Linked DNA regions of Mus musculus: region 1 is linked to region 2. Evidence: chromatin contacts called from public HiChIP or PLAC-seq data. All regions are on one chromosome and are shown on one strand. The core of a region is the stretch at or near the end of the contact, and the rest is flanking DNA. Distances in the headings are between cores, read along the strand shown. Region 1 overlaps Rb1 (RB transcriptional corepressor 1). Region 2 has its middle 15 kb from the start of Gm30500.

Evidence for each region. HiChIP or PLAC-seq counts read pairs in DNA pulled down with a chosen protein or histone mark.
Region 1: an H3K27ac HiChIP or PLAC-seq map of embryonic stem cells shows a contact between it and region 2, with 2.9 times the contacts expected there. The contact joins two enhancer-like sites. A contact is called at or near these places in 1 of 39 promoter capture datasets (hippocampal neurons) and 2 of 115 datasets of contacts at active chromatin or transcription factors (bone marrow-derived macrophages and embryonic stem cells).

The regions. Positions count from the first base shown.
Region 1 is chr14:73,312,275-73,314,974 of GRCm38.p6, reverse strand. All of the region lies in intron 2 of Rb1 (RB transcriptional corepressor 1), which reads left to right. Among named protein-coding and RNA genes, the nearest start is that of Rb1, 12 kb to the left of the region's middle. Within about 2 kb of position 1,339, at least 44 of the 459 cell types and tissues checked have an H3K27ac peak or open chromatin away from gene starts, as enhancers often do. A contact at or near this core is called in embryonic stem cells, where this site is marked.
Region 2 is chr14:72,505,115-72,507,814 of GRCm38.p6, reverse strand. No RefSeq gene overlaps it. Among named protein-coding and RNA genes, the nearest start is that of Gm30500, 15 kb to the right of the region's middle. Within about 2 kb of position 1,349, at least 63 of the 459 cell types and tissues checked have an H3K27ac peak or open chromatin away from gene starts, as enhancers often do. A contact at or near this core is called in embryonic stem cells, where this site is marked.

The DNA.
Region 1 (2,700 bases), core at 90-2,589, 810 kb before region 2:
ATTCTTTGAGACTGTTCAACCCTCACTATTCTCCCTTCCTCCCTCTGCCTGCTCCCCTCTTGCATTGGTTTCTTTTACTGTCCTAGTCAGCTTTCTGATCTCTCATTAAGTATATATAAACAAGTAGCTTTCTGTGTGTATGTAAAATCTAGGATCCACAAATGAGGGAAAATATAAGATATTTATAGTTCTAAGTCTGACTTAATTTTCTTTATCTGATGACTCAGTTTCCAGCAAACAACATGATTTTGTTAACTAAAACTCTGCTGTGTATGCATACCATTTCTTTATCCATTTATCTGTTGACAGACATATAGACTGATAACATATTACAGCCACTGTGACCAGTGCTTCTGTAAACATGGATGTGCAGGGGTATCTGTAGTATACTGACTTTGTGTCCTTTGGGTGTCTATCTGGGAATGGGTATATCATATGGTAAGGCTGGCTCGGCCAGTTCACATTCCCATCAGCAGTGTATAAAGGTTCGATTAGTAGCAGAAACCATTTTGGGCTGTAGAATTAAATATATACAAATAAATGTGACTGCTTTCTTGCCTTACCCCCTTCTCTTCCTGGCTTTGTTCCTACCTTTCCGTAGGACTGCATAATTTAAAATATTACTTCCTAGTGGAGGTCATGATAGGAATTAGAATATATGAATTATTCCTGGTTGTGTGGGGGAAGAGGACAATAGAGGACTTTGTGTTACTTTTAGGACTTGATACATTTTGAAGGGTGTGGAAGACTATTCTTTTGTCCTGCTGTAATTCAACAAACCCTTTCTTTACAATATGCGAGTGTTTAATGTTGAGAGTTGGCCTAAGAATGATGGAATGTGTTCAGAGAAGCAAATGCAAAGACAGAATGAACCTGTTTGCAAAGCAGCTGTTGTGGTCCCAGTTGTCTGTTCTCTGAAACAAGAGAAATGTCGTAACTTGGGGGAACCCTTTTTGGCATTTGAAAGTGGATGGTGTTTATTGAGAGAGGATGGGTTAAGATTTCTAGTCAGAATGAGCTGTTTCAAGTCTGAAATAAAGCATGTGGTGACGCCACACTCTTGAGCAAATGACCTTAAATGTCCAGTCCTTGGTTTTCTCATTCGTAAAATGGGCTATCAGTAATTTCCAGATCTTGGAATCATTGTGAATATAAATAAGTTAACACATATTAAATATATGCAAGGTAATTTATTGAGTCAAACTCTACATAGTTTTTGTTCTTTAAAAGAAACAAAACAAAAAACCAAAATTCTATCTTATCCTGAAAGACTACCTTGTGGGCATGACACAGCCAATGCAATCATGATCTCACAGTGGCAGCAGCTGCCATCAGTGTGCCTGCACAGGCCTGGGCTTGTCAACAGTCAGTCATAGATCGGTGAGAGGCCCATTTGGCCTTACCCCTCCCTGCTGAAATATGAGCTACTGATGGATTTTTGGGGAGGGGCCGACACTGTCTTCAGTTGTGTACTCGTGATGAGTTCACCGTGCTCCAGTGAATGGTAGCAAACTCAGGTTGCACTGGCATCCCTTGTTAAACGCTGGGTTACAAAACAAAACAGAAGGGCCTGAGTGTGAGAAGGGGACTGGCCAGGAGGGAGTGTGTACTGGATGTCGGAGGGAAATGAGAAGGGGAGGATGAAAATAGCCAGAGTACACTACCCACGTGTATGAAATGGTTACAAGAACAAATTCAATCAGAAATTCCATTTTAATTGGCACTTGATTAGTACTTAAAAGACAAACCATCTCGATGGCTCAGTGGGTAAATTGTTTGCTGTACAAATGTGAGAATTCAGTTGTCTCCTTTACACCTGCCTACCTAACTCCTGACACAGCTGCAACACTTATGTGTAACCCCAGAATTGAGAGACAGAAACAGATGAATCCTGGGGTCTTGGTAGTCAGCCAGCCTAATCTAAATGGCCAGCTCCAGGCTCAGCGGGAGAACAGGTCTCAGAAGAATAAGGTAGAGGTGACAGAGGAAGAGATCCAGTGTCCATCTCTGGCCTTCGTACATGCATACGTGGATGAGCACACATACACACACATAGTTAAAAGGAGGTAAAGCAACTTCAGTCTGGGTTCAGGTGGATGTGTTCAAGAGTTCAATATCTATGGCAGCTATAGACTTACATAATGTTTCTTAAATTTTGATTTAGAAGTCAGAATTATTCCTTGATTTATACTGCTGATGGAATTTTAATCCAGTGGGCATGAAAACAATATTACCTGGTACATCTCTTTTAGAGCCCTAGGGTGGTCAAGTACATTTTCAGTTAAGCAAAAATATTTTTAAAGATTTTTCTCTTCTCATCTGTAGGTCTTCAGATTTTAACAGCAGGCGTCTACTATTTAATAAACCATGCTGTAAGCACGCATACTGTCATCCAGGTTTTGTTTTATTTGTTAACGGTTAGTCCAGCAATGGCTGTCTCTCAAAGGAAAGGCTGAACCTGGTAGTTGTTTAGTCCATGAGGATACATGTTTCAACTTGCCAGGATGAATGAGGGCAAGTGGGCAAACCCCAAAACTTACTGTTCCATGTCCTTTTATGTGGGCTGTCACTAGAAAGTGTGACCCTCCCATCTCAAATGATCCAATCAAGAAAATCCCTCAGAGGTGTGCCCAGCTGTTTGTGGTTTTGTTGTTATATTTTATTTTGTTTTTCCAAGACAGAATTTCTCCGTATAGCTCT
Region 2 (2,700 bases), core at 100-2,599:
GGGTGGATTGGCTAGGTCCAGGTGGTTTTCCTGGCGATATGCCTAGAAGCTGGGGCAAACAGGGTCCCCCAAGCCTTACTTAGCAGCTGCCCCAGGGACAATCAGTAGCATCAGGTATCCCCAGACCATTCACATCTCCGAGGCCTCAAGTCAACTTGGAATTGGTTAGAACCGAGATGTTTCTTTTAAGAACATTTTTTAAAAAGTATTTTTTGTATAATAATATTTTAGACGTTAGTGTCTGACCTGAAATCTTGATCTGTATGTATTTGATGGTACATGTTCAGAAGAGGAGGAAATCACATCTGCATTCTACAGTGAGCCTTTAAGAGACTATTCATCCTCCAGAGCAGGATTCTTGGCTCATCAATATTTGTGTAAGGGACTTTCGCACTCCAGTTTTCATTCTGTCAAGAAGCCTCCAACACGAGCCTCCAACATCATTTAACCTCGGCAGCTTTCAAACATCCTACATGTCAAAGATGCCCTACTGTTCCCTAAAAACTTCGGAAAGAACTTCGACTCCGAATCTGTGGACCATTTCACTCATCACTAAGTGATAGGCCTGTGAAGTATGCTGCAAAGTAGATTGGGGGTGGGGGAGGGGAGGACACTTGTAAACATCACTGTGATAGTTAGATACCAGCTAACTTGGCACAAATTCCCTGGCTGGGCAGTTTGGTTCTGGCTGGGATAGGCATCAAACGAAGCCAGGTAATGTACATTCATCAACTTCACACCTCACATCACCAGTAATGGGACATTCATTCACAAAATGGTCCTGAGGGAAACAGCTGTTATGCTAGCTATGGGAGTGGTTGTTGGGTCTGCTCTTTTAAGTCACAAACTGTCAGCCCTCTTAAACTGCAACAAAACCAAACCAATCCTTTGCCCAAGGCTGACAGACCCCCTGCCGGAAAGATTTAGCTTCAAATGGAGGTGGGGGTAGGGTAAAAACAAGACAAAAGAGATTAGGCGGCCTCCCCAGTAGCTTGTCACTTAATCTCGGAAGGAACTGGCTGCCGAGAAAGTTTGTTTGTACTTTCTTCCTATCTCTGCAGTCCGTGACTGAGTTATGTTCAGCCTCACAAGGCATTTTTTTTTTTAAGTCATAAACCCTGTTTAGGTCTCAAAGAAACACAGGACAAGGCGCAGTCCCTGTGGGTCCTTTCTGCACTCCTCACCCTGCTCCCCACCCTAACTGTCCTCAGCTGAGCGGTCCGGCTGGGCTTCCGATCCCCTCCCCCTGCTTCGCTTCCCGAGTTAATCTCAGCCATTTTGGCTATACCCTCTCGGAGCCTCTTGGCCCCTTGCTGTCTCTGTTGGCTTACAGGCGATTCCACTGGGCTCCTCCCTGGGCCCTAGCAGCTGCTTATGTCATCACCTGCCGCTGCTAGGTACAAGCCAAGTACAGCATAGGAAAAGGACTGCTGGCCTCTCTCTCTCCCTCCTCCCCTTCCCTCTTCCCTCTCCCCTTCCTTGCTTCCCCTCCCTCTGTCCTTTCTGTCCTCTCCCCCCACCCCCCCACCCACCCCCCACCCCCCGCTTCTCTGCACTCTGCTCCCTTCTGTCTGTCTCTACCCCTTCTCCAGATCCTCATTTCATTTCCCTCCCTTCCCCCAAATAAACCTCCCTATACCAGGTCTGTGACGTGACAGATACCTTGACATGGGCCCGCCAGGTACCCCCACCCATTGGCATATAACATTTCATAACAGGTTCCCCTCCTGGATCTCTGTTGCCCTGCTTGCTATGCTCCTCACCCCCCTCCTCCCCCCCAGTTCAGTTTGCAGGACATGTTCAGTCTGGACCCTTCCAAATGCCTCTGGCTGTTCTCTCCATCCTATCTACCTTGTCAACAATAACTTGGAATGGTCATGTCCCCATTTTTCACTCAGAGACCATATGCACTGGAGAACCAGCCCGCCCAGGGGAGGTGTTGTAAAAGGTCTTTCCTTTTCCTCTTGCAGTTCACTCTCACCCAGAGGCAGGAGCCTACCCACAGAGGGTCACACAGGTAGTAAAGATCCTGCTCTTCCTGGGAATTCTGCCTCAGCAAATAAGCTCACAGTCTAACCTGTGGCCCACATTGAAGCAGCTGCTGTACTTCCTCCGTTATAGCAATGGGATGCCTCAGAATATCGTGGCACAAAATTGCATTCTTTGCCAACAAGAAAAGAATTTTGACCAACTTCTTGAACAATATTTACATTTTAAGTTATTGTGTTCCTTTCTCATAATTAAAATGATTTATGTGGTGAGTTTGAAAATTAAAATTTCCTGTTTCCCATGGCTATTGTAGATTGCCTTGTGCCTGTTGAGAGACTTCAAACTGTAGCCTTTTAGATGATGTCATCACTGGAACACACCCCTAATCGTAAGGGGGGTAGACAGTTTTAGGATCTTCAGCAATTCACAAAGTCCTGCGGTATGTCAGTCAGTGTCCTAGTTAGGGTTTCCATTGTTGTGAAGAGACACTGTGACCAAGGCAATTCTTATAAAGAACAGCATTTAATTGGGGCTGGCTTACAGTTCCAGAGGTTTAATCCATTGTCATGGAAGCATGGTAGCATCCAGGCAGACATGGTGTTGGAGGAGCCAAGAGTTCTACATCGCCATCTGCAGGCAGCAAGGAGAAGACTGTCCTCTGAAGACAGACAGGAGGAGGCTATGATTCCAACCACACTGGGTGGGGCTTGA